Linked DNA regions of Sus scrofa: regions 2 and 3 are each linked to region 1. A link is a contact called in public HiChIP or PLAC-seq data. All regions are on one chromosome and are shown on one strand. Each heading gives the region's core, a stretch centred on a gene start, on an enhancer-like site or on the middle of the called end of the contact. The rest is flanking DNA. Distances are from core to core; before and after follow the strand shown.

Evidence for each region. HiChIP or PLAC-seq counts read pairs in DNA pulled down with a chosen protein or histone mark.
Region 2: an H3K27ac HiChIP or PLAC-seq map of alveolar macrophages shows a contact between it and region 1. The contact joins the promoter of PDZD8 here to the promoter of FAM204A in region 1. A contact is called at or near these places in 2 of 5 promoter capture datasets (fetal skeletal muscle and liver) and 1 of 2 datasets of contacts at active chromatin or transcription factors (alveolar macrophages).
Region 3: an H3K27ac HiChIP or PLAC-seq map of skeletal muscle shows a contact between it and region 1, with 7 times the contacts expected there. The contact joins the promoter of EMX2 here to the promoter of FAM204A in region 1. A contact is called at or near these places in 1 of 5 promoter capture datasets (liver) and 1 of 2 datasets of contacts at active chromatin or transcription factors (skeletal muscle).

What each region holds. Positions count from the first base shown.
Region 1 is chr14:128,400,454-128,404,643 of Sscrofa11.1, reverse strand. It overlaps FAM204A (family with sequence similarity 204 member A), which reads left to right and starts at 2,099. Exons shown (of 10, transcript NM_001185171.1): 1 at 2,099-2,144; 2 at 2,426-2,653. It overlaps LOC110256774 (a long non-coding RNA gene), which reads right to left and starts at 2,120. Exons shown (of 3, transcript XR_002338732.1): 1 at 1,996-2,120.
Region 2 is chr14:127,500,531-127,504,720 of Sscrofa11.1, reverse strand. PDZD8 (PDZ domain-containing protein 8) reads left to right here and starts at 2,300. Exons shown (of 5, transcript XM_001927541.4): 1 at 2,300-3,385. The coding sequence starts at 2,520.
Region 3 is chr14:127,648,282-127,652,471 of Sscrofa11.1, reverse strand. EMX2 (homeobox protein EMX2) reads right to left here and starts at 2,508. Exons shown (of 3, transcript XM_005671489.3): 1 at 1,276-2,508. The coding sequence starts at 1,681. It overlaps LOC102164998 (a long non-coding RNA gene), which reads left to right and starts at 2,666. Exons shown (of 4, transcript XR_002338715.1): 1 at 2,666-2,802.

The sequences.
Region 1 (4,190 bases), core at 850-3,349:
ACAAAATGCATGGTTTGGCAGGTTTCCAGGGCAGGAATTTGCTGGAGGGAAGGCAAATTTATTGATTAAAATAAATCAAATGACTGACATTTCCTCCAGAAAACTGGCAAAAATCATAATATCCAGAGACTGAAAGTTTTATAACCAAAACCAGAAGAAAAGTCTGAGCTATCTATACTTATTATAGAAATACTATATCATAAACAATTAGGTATTTGAGAATTTTCAAATTAACATTGAGAGGATTTTAAAATAGCTATTTTTGGAATAGGACTTTTCAGAAAACTTTGAGGTTGAAATCTAGTGGGAGTAAGTCTTTGGAGGACTTATACTTCGAATCCCCCTCTATCCTTTGCACATTATATGCTGTAAACAATGAGCATTCTTTGGTGGAACACATACAGAAACAATCCAGATAGTTCTAAAGCAGGCCAACAATATTTCCTTCCTATCCATATCTCATTCTTACTCCTTTGAGCTCTCTTTCCCCATTTTGGTTACACTTCCACCATCAGAATTTGTTATGGACTGAATGTCTGGGTACCCCTAAAATTCATACATTGAAATCCTAACTTCCAGGGCAGCTGTATTTGGAGATGGGGCCCTCAGGCAATTAATTAAGGTTACATGTGGTCATAAGGGCAGGTCTCTGAGCCAGCATGATTAGAGTCCTTTTATGAAGAAACACCAGATACCCGTTCCTTTTTCTCTCCCCCTCCTTACGCAAATGCACAGAGATCTCAGGAGCACACAGCAAGATGACTGCTGCCTACAAGCCAAGAGAAGAGGCCTCAGAATGAGACCTCTTTGCCAGTGCCTTGATCTTAGCCATCCCAACCTCCAGAATTGTAAGAAATAAAAATTTTTGTTGTTTAAGCTACTTAGTCTGTGGCATTTCATTATGCAGCTCAAGTCAGCAACTGAGAGGCTCAATGTAACCAGCACAACAGCATTTTCGTGCACATCTTCCTTAACTTTTCACAGATTTGGATTCAGGGAAAACATTAGTGAGAGGCTGAGTACCTTTGGCCAGGAGAGTTTCATGCAGATCTGTGAATCACTCAGCCCAGATTCCATTCTAGAATCAGGGGATGTGAGAGTGAGAAAGGACCTTCACAACCTAAGCTTGTCAGTTCGGGTTCTGCTATGACTCTGGGGTCATCAACTACTCCATACACCTGCCACATCAATGGGGGTGAGGTGTGTAGAGAGTTAAATAATAAACATGTGTTTACACTACATCGTGCTATGTTATTGAGTGCATATACAAAAGTTTTACACATTTTTAGGATATTTCTAAAAAAGGCATTATTCACAATGTTAAGGACAATAACAACAAATGGCTGAAAGACTAAAAATTACTGTAGGTAATGGCTTAAGGAGTTCATGTGCATTTTGTTATATAATCGTCACAGCATTAGCAAATAGGAACGTATTCTTATTTTTACAGAATGTTTTTTTCAGAAAATGGCAGCATTCTAAAACAGCTCCATCACGGTCATATTATTTTCTTACTAGAGCTTTTCTTCCCCTTGCTTATTTTCTACGCTTCCCCCTCCCCAAGCCCCTTCTCAGAGCCTCAACCAGTGGCTCCCACGGAAAAGGAGCTCAAAGAGCTTTTGGCCAAGGGCACACTGCTGGTCAGTGAAGCAGCCGCCACGAGAGCAGGAGTTGGGACCCTTTAGCTCTAAATAGAGGCTGGCAGGGTGCCTGCTCCATAAATATGTGCAGAAAAGCGGGGGAAACGGCAAGAGAGCGAGGGGGAAAGGACGAATGAATGGAAACGTTCCCAGAAATGTCTAGAGAGCTTCCGCAGTGACTCTCCCTCCTTGGGCAATGAACTCTGTTCAACCAGCTCTTTCCTCACCTGAGAGCGCCGGAGTACGGCAGGGGATGGAGAAAGAACAAAGTCTTTTAAAAGTCCATAATAAAGGAGAAAACGGCGAGAGAAAAGCGGGTAGAGAAGGAGAAAGGAAAAAACTGCTCATTTCTTACGGATTTAATAGCAGAGTGGAGCTCGGCCGGTTGCCATGGCGACCGCAGGCCAGAATGGCCCCAGCCCATTGGCTGATATGCCGGAGCCAATGAGAAAGCGCGTTGTTGGTGGGTCTTAAGATGGCTGACGGGCGGCCGGCTCCGGACCGGTGAGTACGGCTGAGTGCGGGGCTGGGTCCCGGCCGGCGCAGGCTCCGGTGAGACGGGTCTGGGAAGGCAGGGTGCGGGGACTTGGGGGGCCAGCGCGAGCGGTCTCATAGCATCTCCGCTGGGCCCGCGGGAGCGTCGGCGGAGCTGGCTTCCGCTTTGCTCAGACCGGGCGTCGGAGCGCCTTCCCCAGCCTGTTGGTCGGAAAGGGGTTCTCCTTCCTACCCCAGCCAGAGTGAGAGTAAGGAGGCTTTCGCTCCGGGAAACCGGCTCCTGTTTACAGTCGCTGTACCCGGGAAAGAGCTGCAGTTAATGGGAGTGTCAGCAAGCTAGACATCCTACATCAGAATCTGCGGCGCTTAGCGCTTAGTTCTGGGCCGGGAGGGGACTCTTCCCGTTTTGGGGATCGGAGTGTGGCGCTGCTGCCGGCGAGCCTGCAGAGGACCGGGTTGTGCAGCCAAGCAAGAAAAGTGTACCTTTCTAGAGCCACCCTCTCTCTGTCTTGAACCGTGTAAGTATTCTCACAGCTGCAACCGATTTAAAATGAGCCTCGAAATGTTATTGGTTACCTGTAAATCTTTCCATGTAGGGTCTTGAGTCTGGGAAAGAGTTTTCTAGCCCTTGGCTAAACAAAACACCCTCTTTAATTAAAACATGTCCATACATGCAGAATCCTGCTAAATAAACGGTTTATCTGGGTAATCAGATTGATAACTTAAATCTGAAGTGTGGCCTCTGATTCAGTTGTTCTTTCTCTACCTTTTTGAGAAATGGGAACACATTTATTTCATAAACGTGAATAGGACATTAATGTTGCATTACATTAATGTTACATTACATTAATGTTGATAGTAACATGCTTAAAAGTATTTTAATTAAGTACCTAATTCACAATCACAGAAAGTGATTATTGTGTAAATTATTTAAAACAATCTTCAGATTGGTGGGTGATGATTTATGTTTGTCATACAAGGAAGATTAAATTCAGATGGGGCAAGATTCAGGTTTCTCTGATTAGTTCTAATTGAATACAAAATATGGGAAATAAGACAGCTTCCTTTGGTAATAATGGAATTGAAATTCTGGAGTGTTAGAAGCTGGAGACATTTACCCAATAAACTGCTCAGATTGGGTTTTGGTTATAAACAGTTGTCAGGTCTTCCAGAAAATGTGACATTATTACAATACAAGACCTCTGAATGTGACTTTGATGTATGCAGTTTAGTATAGCATTTTATGTAGCTTTTAAAAAGTGAGAAAAAAATTCTTCTTAATCAAATTTTATCAGATTATAGGCTGGGGACCTTCTTCAGCCTCACCCTCAAATCTTTGTCTCTAAGAATGTATTACTATTTAAACTCTGCCCTCTTTAGAGTTTTGAACCTGTAGAGTTCTATTTCTCTAAAATAAATGGATCGCAGTGTATCAGGTGAGTCAGTTACCTCATTTGTAAAAGGGGTTTAGCTAATAATTCCTAGTGGAAGGGTCATTGTGAGGATTAAGGGTAAAACTGCCTGTCACATTGTTTGTATGCCCTGTACAGCAATGACCTCCTTTGTTTTCTTGCTGGTTTTGTTTCTTGTGTCATATTTGGGGTTTCCTGCCCTTTCTTCAGAGCATCTTTAAGGTGTTCTCTCTGAAGTGCAGAGTCCGACTGAAAACTAGCAGGCTTGGCTGTGGTGGCTTGGTTAGGAGAGAAACCTTACCTTTTAGAGTGCTGGGGTTTAAGCAGTGTTGTGTCTGACTGAGAGAGAATGGAGTGTTACAGCAGAGAATGAGGTGATTCTGGGCATCTGGACACATATCACATTGAGGTCCATAGAGAAATGTTTTCGAGCCACAGGGCAGCCCAGATCTGATGAAACCCTTCATGTTAGAGCTTAAAAATGAAGACCCAGACAAATGCAGTGCTTGCCCTCAGTTACGTTGTTCAGGACTAGAAACCCATCTTCTGACCTTAAAAACAGTGTGTTTTTCCCCCACTGTACCCCTGGTTCCAAGTCCTTTCATAGCCTAGAGCCTTTTTCATTATAATTTGATATTCTCCA
Region 2 (4,190 bases), core at 1,051-3,550, 900 kb after region 1:
CCCCCAACCTGGCAGACATTTGCAGGTTGACATGTGGGGGTTGATTGGCAGGTGTGCTATGTTGAGGTCAGCCAGCCAAGAGCTGGACTGGCTACCCCAGGCCTGGGCAGGGTGGAGGGACAGCTCCAACACTCATGGACATTTTGATTTTTAAATGAGATAAGGTATATTAAATGCTTAACACTATGCCTGGCACATAAATTCTCTATAAATATAATAATTTATTGTTATTGTAAGTATTCAATACATGTTTGCTATTTTAACACATGGGGAAAATATTCTTTTCCCCAAAATGTGCTAAGCTCCTTCCTGGATTTGGAGTGCACTCCTCAGGGGGCAAGTTTTGCTGGGGACCCTGTATAATGGATTGAGAAGATTTGGGATTCCCAAAGGTAATCTGAGGAATAAGGAAGAGGTATGAGGGAGAAGAGGGAGGCACCTGCGAGATGGAGTATGAGACCAAGTACTCTTTCCCAGAAAATCACCGACTTTCCTTGTGGGGAAGGGAGGTGGTTGAAGGATATTTTAAGATGCAGAATGGATTAATACATTCTTGGAAGATTTTGTGTCTCAGTAATATGAAGATTACTCAGATAATCTTCCACCCCACCTCCGGCTTCTGTGGCATCTCCAGCTACAGTGGTGCAGGAGGGTTATGAATTAGGTTTTGGTGGAAATTGAGGAGTGGTCTCTAGTTCCCATTTGGGATGAAACAGTGTAGAACTGAGATAGCAGCCCAGAAGCAGAGGCCAGGAGCCAGAGGTGACCACAAGCAAAGAAGTTTCCTGGAACTCCCAGATATCCTGGCAGGGCTCTGACATCTACAGGATGTGGATTATGGTTTTCAGCCGGCTTCCCTCAGCCTGCTTACCTTTGCAGAGTAAAGGAGCCATTCTGGTCTCACACCTGAGTAAGTGAGATGAGATCCGCCGCGTTCCTAAGTTCTATACCTGCTTCGGTTGGGTCAGAATGGGGAGAACTCTGTTTTTTGTTCTAGAATCACCCAGACTCAGGACAGGCACTGGCTTGGAGATCTTCCAGGGCTAGAGAGGAGCACTGCCCTGGCCCCTTAAAGACAGCCAGGCTCAGCCTGACTTTTAGGTATGGAATAGCTGACCCTGGTTGGAGTAGGGGTAGATCGTTGGAGTATCCATGTAGTTGGAACACATTAAGCATTTATGATGTAACCAGAGGGCAGGAGGAGTAATAGTGTTGCTGGGCAACCTGGCTTCATTAACTCTGGCTTTTGTCAAAGTGCTACCCTATGCAAAATTCCCTGAAGTACCTACCCCACCCCCCGCTCCGAACCCCTGCCCAACTTCCCCTTCCTGTGCACCTGGATACAGTAAACCCCCTTCCAACTATATGGTATCATAGTCCAGAGTAATGGACAAGAGTTTAAGATTTAGTTTTAGAAAAATCAGTCTCCATTGTGTGACCCTAGGCAACTTCCTTAGCCTCTCTGCGCCAGTGTTTGCATCTGTAAAGTGGGTGGTGGCTAACTCTGTCTCTTAAAAGGACTAAATGTAATCATACACTAAACCCTGCAAGAACTTGACAGTGAGGCTCTATACGTCTTCCAATCATCCTGCTAATTCATCTCGCTCAACCTCGGACTGGCTCTTTTACGTCTCTATCATTCAAATCTCGAATATCCACCTAGGTGATAAAGTTAGTTCACATCTGACGCCTTTTTTCTCGTCCCTCCTTCCCAGGGCCCACCCTCCGCGGACGCAGAGCGTCCGCTGGTCAGACTGATGGTCGGCGACGGCAGTCTCTGAGGCAGTCTAATCTTGTCCTCGGCTTGGAAAGTCGCAAACGGCCAGCTCAGATCCTCTGCGGCGCTGCCCTGCAGGGAAAGCCGTCAGCCTATTCTCTGGGGTGTGAGGGGAAGAATCACACTGCAGCAGAGGTAACAGACAGGGATCGCGGCCAATGAGGGGGGATGGGCGCGTTAGAAGATAACGAGAAGACCAGGATCAAGAACGCCGCGTGCCATCTCCGCCCGGCCTCCTTATCCTCCAACTGGTGGCCCCAGTTATCCTCTTGATTCCGACAACGACTTCAGAAGTGACAGCCACGTGGATTGCGGGGGATTGGAATGTTGGTCTGGGGGGGCGGGGCTGGAAGGGCGCTAGGAGGTGATGAAGGACCCGCGTACGCGTGCCCGGGCGCTGGCTGCCAGGCGACGCCGTCGGGAGCGAGCACGTTGCTGATGTCACGCGCCGTTCTTCCAATGAGCGGAGGTCGGAGGAAGACGCCGTCCCGCCCCCTCCCGCCCCCGCCGCCTCCGCCTCAGCGGCCGCCTACGGGAGTGTCTGAGGAGGCGCGGGCCGCTGCAGGCTCTGGCGCTGCGCCGCGCGGGCCGGAGCCGCTGGACGAGGCCGACGGAGCCGCTCGCCCGGACCCCGTCGCCCGATGTCCTCAAGATGGTGGCAGCGGGGAAGGCGGCGTGAAGAAAGCAGCGCAGTGGGCGCAGGGACGAGGGCCCGGGCGCCCCGGGCGGAGGCGGTGGCGGGATGGGGCTGCTGCTCATGATCCTGGCATCGGCCGTGCTGGGCTCCTTCCTCACGCTCCTCACCCAGTTTCTGCTGCTTTACCGCAAACAGCCCTTGCCGCCACCGGACGAGGCCGCCCGCGCCGCCGAAGGCTTCCGCTACATCAAGCCGGTGCCGGGCCTGGCCCTGCGGGAGTACCTTTATGGCGGCGGCGGGGCTGAGGAGCCCGCCGGCGGGTCCCCTGAGGGCGGCGCGACCCCGACCCCCGAGACCCCCGCCCCGCCGACGCGGGAGACCTGCTACTTCCTCAACGCCACCATTCTGTTCCTGTTCCGGGAGCTGCGGGACACCGCGCTGGCCCGCCGCTGGGTCACCAAGAAGATCAAGGTGGAGTTCGAGGAGCTGCTGCAGACCAAGACGGCCGGGCGCCTGCTGGAGGGGCTGAGCCTGCGGGACGTGTTCCTGGGCGAGACCGTGCCCTTCATCAAGACCATCCGGCTTCTCCGGCCCGTGGTGCCCTCGGCCACCGGGGAGCCCGATGGCCCAGAAGGGGAGGCGCTACCCGCCACCTCCCCCGAGGAGCTGGCTTTTGAGGCGGAGGTGGAGTACGACGGAGGCTTCCACTTGGCCATCGACGTGGACCTGGTCTTCGGCAAGTCCGCCTACCTGTTCGTCAAGCTGTCCCGGGTGGAGGGGAGGCTGCGCTTCGTCCTCACCCGCGTGCCCTTCACCCACTGGTTCTTCTCCTTCGTGGAGGACCCACTGATCGACTTCGAGGTGCGCTCCCAGTTCGAAGGGCGGCCCATGCCCCAGCTCACCTCCATCATCGTCAACCAGCTCAAGAAAATCATCAAGCGCAAGCACACGCTGCCGAGTTACAAGATCAGGTGAGAGGGAGGTGGGGTGGGGGCCTGGCTGCTGGGAACTCGGGCCTGCCGACTGGGTTGGGGCAGGAAGAGCAATGATATATCCCCAGCCCTGGACAGGGCCCTAGATAAAGGCAAGTAGTGCCCACATTCTTTGCTTCCGAAGGGCATTAATAGGAGCTAGAAAACTCTTCTTGTGTCTTGGGCATCCAAGGAGCTGTCAGCGTGGCTCAAAGCAGCCTATTGAAAATGGAAGGGAAGTCCAGCCTCCTGCCCCCACCCCGGGAGTTGGCTCTGGGACTGTTGAGAAACTGTTCTGTACGTGGTTGCTGCATTGAAGGCAACTTTGCAGCATCACCTCGGCTTCATTGAGAAATTGTTCCTGGATACGAAGTGCAGGCTTGAAGCGTGTGCTGGTAGCCCAGGGCTGTTGTATTTTGCAACTGCGGACCAGTTTTGGCGGTGATGCTTTGGCAACTTTCGGGGCAGAGGGAGTATCCATCGGAAACGAAAAGTTTTCCTCAGCAAATTGGAAAAGAGTTGGAAACGTATTGTAGTTCTCTGTACTTTCTGTATTACATTTTTTGTGTTAATGTCCTCTGCCCTTTTGTGGCAGCTTCTATAGCGCAAACCCAGATTCTAGCTTTACTGTCTACTCTCTGTGGTTGTAACTTCCTCATACAGTACCTGAAATATAGTACCTGCAGACAGTATTTTAAGGATGGGTAGTGATTTTAACTTTTTAAAGGCATCCTGTATCTGGTGGCTTGATTTTATGTAGTATACTATTTTGGTTAATGTACAAGGTGTTTTTTTAAAGTCAAAG
Region 3 (4,190 bases), core at 1,259-3,758, 750 kb after region 1:
AAGCTGCGGGCACCAGATGGGACTGTTCGAGGCCCCGGAAGATCCGGGCTACTCTGGGCCTGGTGCGGGGACCAAGCGCGTGGCAGGCAGAGAACAAGAAAAGGGAGCCTTAAACTTTTCAAGAAAAGCCAGGGAGTTTTGGGTTGACTCATTAGAATGGGAAATCGATTCACCAAAAACTCAAAGAAAAACAGTTCGGGGGAGTGGAGACAAACTGGGTCTGGGAATAAGAGTAAAACGTTTTTGTTTGATTTTTTTCTTTTCTTTTTTTTTAGTTATGGGGGAGGGGGAATCTACCTGATTCTAGGCTCAGGCAGGAACACAAAGGGTTAATGAAGGGACAAGCCTCTGAGTATTGATCCAGAGGCCTCGGGAGGTAGGTCTCCCCCCCCCCACTCCTGCACTGATCACTAAACTAATTACTCGCCCCTTTTTCTGGAGTTTTAACTTTCCTCTCACCACCACCCAGAGGAAAAAAATCCAAACATTAGCAATAATGGAAAACACTCAAACAAATCTTCTCCTCCAGTCTATCGTCCGACCTCGTTCATTTCTTTTACAACAAAAACAAAAACCAGACTGAACCTGCCTTCCCGCCGCGGCCGCTCGCCGCGCGAACAGAGCAGGTCGCGGCGAACAGTGCTGAGCCCCGGAGGTTTCCACCCGCGCGGGTTCCAGCCCCTTCCCGAGCCTCTCGGGGGAAAAAAAAAAAAAAAAAGATTAAAACAAACCCCAGACTATGCAGACTATGCCATGGGGTCGCGAGGGTCTCTTCGTCTCCGGAAGAGGGTCAGAAACCAAGTCGCGGGTCTGGGATGCAGGGGCTCGGAGTAGGTGGCGAACAGGATCGAACGCAGTCGAAGGCGAACCTGGCCGCCGGGCCCTGTCCGCGCCCCCTCGGAGCCTGGGTGTCTAGGGCCTCGCGGAGGAGACGGAGAGCCTGGGGACCTCGCGGGCTCCGGATTCCTTGCTGGCAGGCACTCGGAGCTGCCTGGGACAGCCTGCCTGGACCCGAGAACATTCGGGAACAAGTCCTCTGTCTGCACCCTTCCCTAAAAGGGACCAGCAGCCGCAGGCCGGCCCCCAAACCGGCCGCTGCTCGGAGACTGGGGACTAACACGGTGCCCGGCCCCTTGCCGCCCTGTTTCCGTAGCCGGCGCGCGCGGACGGTCGAGCCGGAGGAAGCTCCGTCCAGGCCTCGCCAGGCGCCTATCCCGAGCAGGCCGAGGGTGGTGAGGGATGCGGCGCGTTGCAGCCCCGCGACGTGGCACGTACCTTGGAAGCGGTGGCCCAGATATCGGTAGCGGTGGATGAGCCAGGGGTAGAAGGTGGACGGGTCCCGCTGCTGCGAGGCGAAGAGGGGGTGTGGCGAGTGCGAGGAGGGCAGGGGGTGGGCGGCCAGGGCGTGCGGCGGCGGCACCGGGTGCACTGGCACGGCGGGGTTGGGCGGGTGCGAGACCGCCTCAGCGAACACCAAGTCCGGGTTGGAGTAGACGCCCCTGCCGGCGGCGGCGGCGGCGGCCGAGTGGAAGCCGTTGAGGAACGGGTTTATGGGGCTGGAGTTGGCGTAGCTGAGCGCCGCGGGACGGATGGGGTCCTCGGAGCGCGAGGCGGGCAGGGGACTGTCCTTGGCCACCAGCGACTCGATGGTGAAGCAGCGCTTGGGCGCCGGCTGGAACATGCTGTGCCGAGGAGCGGGCGCCCGGGGCTCCCGGCTCCCGGCGACCGCGGCGCGCTGCCTCCGCCGCCCGCTGTCCGCTGCCCGCGGCAAGGACGGACGGGAATTGGGGACTTGTTTGTTGGGGGTGGGGGTGGGGGGAGGAAAGGAAGAAAGAAAGGAAAGGAAAGGAAAAAGGAAAGGAGGGGGAGGGGGAGGGAGAGAGAACGCCGTGGATCCCGAGAATCTTGCACCAAACGCGCCCAACCTGGAGAGAGGAGGAAAAATCCTTCCAGAAGAATTTGCAGGCGTGGATTGGGGTAATTTTTTTTGGGGGGGGGCGAGATGGCGTGGGGGGATCGGAGTTAGAGGCGCGCGGGGGGGGGAGTTTCTCGGGGGAGGCAAAAAAAAAAGTTTTCTCTCCTCTGCAAAAGGCGGGCAGGGCGCCCTAAGTCCAAGGACAATCCATGGAAGTGTTCGCTTCTTCACAAGTTGTGCAAACGATTTGTTAGTTCATGAGCCTAATTAGTGCGGGGATCACATAAACAGCTTCCTCCGAAGCCTGGTAAATGGCTTGATGATTGGTCGCTATTACTCGCCCTGAGGTGGAAGGGGGGAGACTCTTTAAAGTGCGTCAGAGGGAGGCGAGCGCCTGGGAACCCGGAGGCCTGGATCCGGGCCGAGAGTGGAACGGAGTCGGCGCCGCTGCCTTGGCCGAACCTCCTGCGCCCGCCGGGCCGCCTGGCCTCTTCGCGCCGTAACCCCGCGCTCCTAGCTCACTCGCTCCTGCGGCGCCCGCTGCGGCTTCTTCTCCTCTTTCGCCTCCTCCTCTTCCTTCGGCTTCTTCTCCTCCTCCTCCTCCTCTTCCTCCTTCTTCTCCTCCTCCTCTTTCCCCACCTCCTCCCCCTCAGCCACCGCCTCCTTTTCCACCACCAACACCACTCCCTCCGGGGCACCCCGGTCCTTGCAGAGTCCCCAGCCGGCGCGGCCTCCGCTGCGATCCCCTGGATCCTGAACCTGCTGAGCCCAAGCTGGTGGGACAGATGGACACAGTGACACAGATTTCTTGTGCGTAGCTCTCCTCTGCTACTGCCCCCCGCGGCCCGGCATCAGAGGACCTGGGATCGCCCCGGGAGCACGCGAGGGTAAGCGGGCAAGGGTTGGTTCCGGACGAGGGTAACGGAGCTGTTCGGTCGGACCAATCCCCACCCCCAGCAAAACTCCTGTCGGTTTCCTAGGTGAGGAGAGAGGCCCGAGCAGGGTGTCCTCCAACTACGCAAAGCTTTGAGGTCCGGGGTCGCTGCGTTCGCGATTCTTGGCTGGGCTCGTCCGTTTGCGAGTTGGGACGGAGCGGCTGAACCTTCCCCGGGCGGCGGGCTTCCCACTCTCCCACAGGCACTTAATTTTTCTCTCTGGGAGGGTGCTCATCCCCACCCCCACCCCCCAAAAAAACACAATTCCTTCTGCAACATCTGGGACTGGGGGGGATCCAAGGTCAAGGGAGAGGCTAACGTGGTACTACTATTACTGAGACGTTGTCGTTATTGTTTCGGTTAATGTGGTTGTCGGTGTTATTATCGCTGCTGTTATTATTACAGTTATTATTATTATCTCTATTTCTATTATTATTCTGCCATCTGTTGTCCCAGGCGGCGGATCGCTGTGCAAACCTAGGGCTTGCAACTAGGGAGTACAGATCGCTTCTCCGGTCCCAGGCCGTGTCCGCATTTTCGAGCTCGCCTTCGGTTTTGGGATGATTTTAGGGCTGAGTTCCCTCGTCCCCATTGGCTCACGCAGCGGCATAATTATGATCACATCCCCCAGGCTGCTGGCGCTGCTCTCTGTTTATTGGTGGTTAAAGATCTATTATCTATTCATCAGTCGCCTCTTTTTTCCTCTTTTTTTTTTCTTTCTGCCAATTACATTCTTCTAAATTGAAGTACCAGCAGGTATTTTGCACGTTTACAATTAATGATTTTTTTTAATCTGACGTCGTTTAAATCTATTACTTGGAGGCCCATGTCATTTCTCTTAAGGTTGAAGAAATGCCTGTGTTTGGAGACTAGGTTGCTGTGAGACCCCAAAAAAATGTCAGCTGGGAGAGGGAGAAGAGGGAAGTCCTGTTAGGTCAGACTGCAACACCAGCAGTTTCATCAGTTGAAGGTCCCCAAGTCTTAGACGTGTCCCCTTGCTTTCCCAGCTACCCCCTCCCTGCCTTGGGATCTCCCCCTGATCCTCTGTGGTTTCGTCTGCTGTGTATTTATGTTTGTGTCAATTTCTCGACTTTTTTCTTCCAAGGATAGTCTGTGTTGGGGGAGGGTGGCAGGAGGAGGGTCCAAACTCCTTTTGGAAAACACTCCAGGCAAGTAGTTAGGAATGTGTTTTCTGGGGTTGTCTGGGCATCTGACCTTAGTGAAAGCCCAATGAGATCATCTGTACTACCTCACCCAGTGTTCTCAGGACACATATACTACACACACTCATACACACATGCATACACAAGATAGGTATGGGCCTCAGCTCTGCATTCACA